Linked DNA regions of Sus scrofa: region 1 is linked to region 2. The links are chromatin contacts, called in public Hi-C maps. All regions are on one chromosome and are shown on one strand. The core of a region is the stretch at or near the end of the contact, and the rest is flanking DNA. Distances in the headings are between cores, read along the strand shown. Region 1 has its middle 190 kb from the start of RPL14. Region 2 has its middle 66 kb from the start of RPL14.

What was found. A called contact is a pair of places that touch in the nucleus more often than the background predicts.
Region 1: a contact with region 2 is called in a Hi-C map of liver, with 3 times the contacts expected there. The contact joins two enhancer-like sites. A contact is called at or near these places in 1 of 5 promoter capture datasets (liver) and 4 of 47 Hi-C or Micro-C datasets (embryonic fibroblasts, liver and undifferentiated spermatogonia).

The regions. Positions count from the first base shown.
Region 1 is chr13:24,881,386-24,884,353 of Sscrofa11.1, reverse strand. No RefSeq gene overlaps it. Among named protein-coding and RNA genes, the nearest start is that of RPL14, 190 kb to the right of the region's middle. Within about 2 kb of position 1,468, at least 2 of the 83 cell types and tissues checked have an H3K27ac peak or open chromatin away from gene starts, as enhancers often do. A contact at or near this core is called in liver, where this site is marked.
Region 2 is chr13:24,760,116-24,762,995 of Sscrofa11.1, reverse strand. No RefSeq gene overlaps it. Among named protein-coding and RNA genes, the nearest start is that of RPL14, 66 kb to the right of the region's middle. Within about 2 kb of position 1,580, at least 9 of the 83 cell types and tissues checked have an H3K27ac peak or open chromatin away from gene starts, as enhancers often do. A contact at or near this core is called in liver, where this site is marked.

The sequences.
Region 1 (2,968 bases), core at 219-2,718, 120 kb before region 2:
CCATTTTTGAGGGTGAAAAAAAGATCTCATCCAGACTTCACAATAAACAAAAATTCAGCTGTGCTAAGTATGTACTAAATATGTTTTAAAGAAGGTAAAAGTATAGATTAAAATGTAAGTGATATTTTCAGTTTTTTTCAGAATGGAGGCATTTCTATGGATAAAAACAATAAAAGGTTGCAGAAAGATAGAACTCCCCAAAACTGAAAATATTTTCCCACCAAAACCAACACTAACAAAATTAAAAATTAGGAAAGAGGAGTCTCCATCATGGCTCAGCAGAAATAAATCTAACTAATATCCATGAGGACATAGGTTTGATCCCTGGCCTCACTTAGTGGGTTAAGGATCCAGCGTTGCAGTGAGCTGTGGTGTGGGTCACATTCACGGCTCAGATTCCACATTGCTGTGGCTGTGGCGTAGGCCAGCAGCTACAGCTCCGATTAGACCCCTAGCCTGGGAACCTCCACATGCTGCGGGTGGGGCCCTAAAAAAAGATAAAAAATAAAATAAGTCAATAAAAATTAGGAAAGAAATATAAAAATATCAAAGTACAAAAATATAAAGGCTATGATTTTAAGTCGTAAAAGTTCTCATAAGTTAATTTTAAAAACTATCACACCAATAGAAAAAAGAATGAGTAAAGGAAAGATGGAACTAAATCACCAAAGAATGAATATCAATGACATGAAAAAAGCCATTTGACACCTCTAGATCAAAGAAATAGGAAATAAAACACTGGCAGGTGTCATTTTTTTCATTATAAAGTTGACAGGGCTTTTAAATGATAAAGCAGGCAAACATAGCAAGAGAGGCTCTCTTATTTTTAGAAAAGAGGGGCAGGGTTGGTTTTATAGTGGTGAACTTTCCATCCCTGGAAGAGATTGAAGAGAAGCCAGCTAGCCACCCTTCAAGATGGGGAAGTGAGGATTCTAGGCTGCATGAACAGGTTCAGGCTGACAAGAGCCAAGCACCCTATGCTTCTATGGGCTTGCAGTGCTGTCCCAGGGCTAGCTTGCCACACAGCCGACTTTGACAGTCAACTTGTCCCAGAAAAACAGGTTCGCCAAGACCTTACTTTCTACATTTCTATTTTAATGCATCCAGGGCTTATAGATACAAACTAGAGCAAAGATACTGTCCTTAAAGCACCAGCATAGGGTTTGGTGCACTATCAAATTAAGGACAAGATCAGTTGTCCAAGATAATGTGATGCAGTATGTACCAAAAAAAAAAAAAAAAAAAAGGTCTGCCTGTGTTCTGTCTGGCAGCTCTGTGAGTGATGAGTTATCGAATGCTGCCCAGCACAAGGGCACTCAGGAGACCCCATCAAGCTGGCCTGGTGTGACAGTTTCCTGCATTCCTCCAGGGAAACAGCCTCAGTAAGAAGCAGCTATTGCTGCAAACCAGAAACGAGTAACCAGCAGGTTCTCTGTACAAAGTATTGATCCTAAATTATTGATCTTCTCTTAAAAAGAAAACACCCTGCTTCCTCTCAGCAACCCTCCCCCCTTCTGTCTCTGTCTCTCAGTTAATACACATACCCAGGTAGATTTGGCAGGGTGGAAATGTTCAAAATGGGTGCAACCCTCTCACTGATTCTCCTCTAGGCCAACAATGGACTGTAGTAGCTGACTGATTCACTGTTATACTCATCCCTAACAATGTTAATCTTTCCTCCTCCACCTCAAGGTCACCTTCACTCTTCTACCACTGCATCTAAAAATATTATCCTTGTGAATGTCCTAGAAATTAGCTGCCACCTTTGCCACTGTGTAGGTGCCAATCCATGATCCCCCCAAGAGGCAGGGCACATTTTTCTTTGAGATCCAGGTCAATTCAAACATTTAAGAGTGCTACAGATCTCAGGTGGTAGGTGAATGCCCTGCATCCCTTGTTAAGGGGCTAGGTTATAGGGGCAGGGGGCCTCAGACCAGCCCTCTTTCTCTCTCTCACATACTCATCCCCCAAGAACTTCTGCTCTTAAATGTGTCAACCACCAGACCCAGAAGCCCCTTTCAAAGGAGCCAGTCTGCCATGCTATCCAACTTCTTGCTGTAATCATTAAAAAATTTTAAACATTTAAGAAGCCCTAAGCACTGAAACTATTATGATGTCACCTATCTCAGTCAAAAATATCAAACAATAAAATACATGTTAAAAGGCTTAATGAGGTTTTGATTTTTTCCATCTAACTTCTTTCATTTTTTGAGGTTTAATTGACATATAATAATAGTTTCAGGTATACAACATAATGATTCAATATTTATATTTTATAAAATGACCACTACAATAAGTCTAGTTCATATTCATCCCCACACATAGTTACAAAGAAATTTTTCTCTTATAAGAAATTTTGGATCTAGTCTCTTAGCAACTTTCAAATATGCTATACAGTGTAATTAACTATAGTCACCATGCTATATACACTACATACATACCCAAGGCTTACTTATTTTATAACTAGAAGTTTGTACTTTTACTACTTTTACCTATTTTGGCTACCCTCCCACTCCCACCTCTGGCAGCCAACAATTTGTCCTTTGTACCTGAGCCTGTTTACTTGTTTTTAAAATTTCACATGTAAGATCATATGTATTTGTCTTTCTCTGCTCGACTTATTTCACATAACACAACGCCCTCAAGGTCCATCCAAGTTGTAGCAAGATTTAATTCTTTTCTTATGCCCAAGTTATATTCCACTGTATATACATATATCACCTCTTCTTTATCCATTCATCCACTGATGGACACTTGGATTTTGACATTTTTGACTTTTTAAAAGAAAAACAACTGGAAAGATTCTCTGGTATTAAACCATTATATTAAGCCATTCTTATTATTAAATCCAAGATATGCTTTTGACTAGACTCCATTGGTTATGGTATATTTTTCTACCCAGAGCTCTTCGATTTATTTGGGATTTTTTGCACCAGTGTAAGTGAGATTAAACAGTGATTTTCTTTTT
Region 2 (2,880 bases), core at 331-2,830:
AATGGATAACTTTCTATGTCAGGCAGCAGGGAAAACACCCAGCCTGGTCGGGAGAGGTCTGAACTCAGCGTGCGTCCCGCTGCTGCCCTCTGCAGGCCATGAGCAGCAGGGCACCCAGGAAGCCAGCCACGGCTGGTTTTCCTGGGACTGGTTTCCCTGGGACTGAACCAGGCTTCTGCCAGCCAATGGAGACTTTCTGAACGTCTGGCCCAGGGTAGCAGAAGAATGGTCCTCTGCGAGGTGCAAGATCATGTCTGGAAGAACTGCACTAGGGCTGCACCTCAGAGTTATACACATCATCTCATTCGGGCTCTATCCCTGCAAGTTGGAGATGTTGGCCCTGTACAGAAGAGAAATCGCAGGTTTCAAGAAGCTGAGTGATTTGCCCAGTGGATGCAACTGTCTCATTCAGTATTGGAGCCTGACACCAGTGCCCTTCCCGTGACCCTGTGTGCCGTGGCCATCATTGCCAGAATTGCCCTTCTCAGGGAAGGTGGGATGATATAATGGGAACTCTATTATCCAAACCTGACCAGACCAGCAAGGAGGAAGCCATGCCCATGAGGCCCATGGGGCTAGGCTGGGAGTGGCTGGGACTCAGGGATGCTATCTCTGCTATGAGGCTGGAGGAGGGCCCCTTGACCCCAAACCCTAGCAGAACCCAGGGAAGGTTTGTAGAGCAAGGAGCATGCTGACCACACTCTGGCCTCTCCTGACAGCCCTGTGTTTCTCCCCCATTATGTCTGTCTTGGGCTGCGACGCCCCCCCCTCCCTTACACAGGGACCAATCCTGAAAACATCACACTAAGATGACCCCTGACTAGAGACATCCCACTTAGCAGCAGCCACAAATCACAATGCCAGACACTTGGGATCAGTGACCTTTAGAAGGGGCTGGGCGTGGCAAGGACCCTGCAAGTGATTCATGTTTAATCTAGTGTGAAAGGACCTCTGCCCTCACCACCCCAGGGAAACCAACCCTGCGCCATGCCCTCTGGCCAGCCTGCTCCCCGTGGTCATGGGGCTATAGATGGGATGTGCTAGGGAGTGTTTGGTTTTCTACCGGTGCTGTTGACTTAAAATTGTGTGTACCCTTAGGCATTCCTTCCTTTTCCAAATCCTCCTAAAGTGGCCCACCCATGGCCCATCTCTCCACAGGGCTTCTCTTCTCAGAGGCAGAGCTACTCTCTAAGCCCAGGGCACCCCTAGGTTTTTGCACAAGCCACTCCTCTGTGTGGAAGCCCTTCTGGCTTTCATCACTCCCCTGGTTCCAACTTTTCCCCAAACATCGGCTCTCCCTCGTTCCCTTGCACCACAGGTGGGGTGCCCCCTACTCTGAGCTCCACTGTGCCACCAACCCCCCTCTCCTGGCACCCATCCTTTGCCAGCAACACCACCACGTGCCACCTGACAAATGTTTTATTTTCCTGCCTAGAATCCAGCTGGATTCTAGGAAAGCACTTGGCAAATAATTGGTTAATTCCCTAATCTCTTTGCATTTGACGTCACTGCCCTTATGTTCAGAGGCCAACTTGCTGAATTGGAAACTGGGACTTGGGACCTGACCATGGACTAAATATTTGCCTTTGGAGTTGTCCTGGGAAGAGAGGAGGTTTCCTTCCCCAACCACTCCTTCCCCAGGACATCTGCAGGGAGAGGGGCCAACTTCATTCCTGTATCACTTGGCCAGAGGTGCCCATCAGGCTCAAGGGGCAGCAGCCACTCAAGGGAGGTATCCCTGAACCATGGTTCCAGGTCCACCTCTGGCCTGGCTGACCCACCAGAGCCACCTCCTCCCAGTAGGGCTGGCTGGACTTACTAGAATGAGCAGTCGGGAACTGGGGAAGCACTTTCCCACAGTGGTACAGCTCCTTTTGTTTGTTCCTGGAGCTGCTGTCTGGAGAACCTGGCTGAGAGAGGCCTTGTTCATAGTCTCTGTGTAAAATCTAAAGATAGACATATTAATGTATCTGTCACTTACACCTTAATGAAAATAAATGAATGCAATCTGGTCACTGAATCCCAGAACCTTAGGGTGAGAGGGGCTCTATCCAGCAGCAGTCTTTCTGTCCAGCTGGCTTCCGTCCTGTCACTCAGTGCTGGTACCATAACTTGATATATTTACAGAACACATCTCCTCTTCTCACACCCCTCACTCTTTCCTAATGAATTTAAAATTCAAATGCTAACCATGATCCTTGTTAAAACAGGCACCTCTCTGTGAAATTATAAAAAACTGAAAAAGCACCAGGTCCCAGGCCCACCTGATACAGACCTTCATCACTTAGATGAAGCCCTGAGATCTGGGAGGCAGCCGGACCTCCCAGAGGCCGGGAGCCTTTCAGAGAAGCAAAAGGAGGGAGGGTCCACGTCACTGGCCCACAACAGCTCTGAGGCAGTGAGGAGGCTGTCACCCCAGGAAGAATGCCTTATATTTTCTAATTCTGTGTGCCCAGCATCACTCCACTCAACAGGGCCCGAAGAGGACACTGATAAAAATACCAGGAAGTGTCACTATCCCTAAGGAGGCCAAGTGGTGCCTGGGGGTGGGGTAACCTCTCACCTCACCCACCCTCCCTGCATCAGGACACATACAGGGAAGGGCTCTCCCATCCTGCCTTCCCAGCTCTGCCCATCACCATCTTCTCTTCCACTCCATCCCAGGAAGGAGAAGCAGATGGAAGTGAAGTACAGCTGAGCCCAAAGAGGAGCCTTGAGGCTGCAAGTGAGTATAAATGGAGGTGAGAGCCACAGGGAAAACCACTTTGAAGCCTCCATCTGGTAATAAATTAAAATATGGAAAATAAGGCACATGGTTTCCCATCACAGCAATTTGTCTTTGATCGGAATAAGGCATCTCGGGTACTGGGGAGGGGGCTC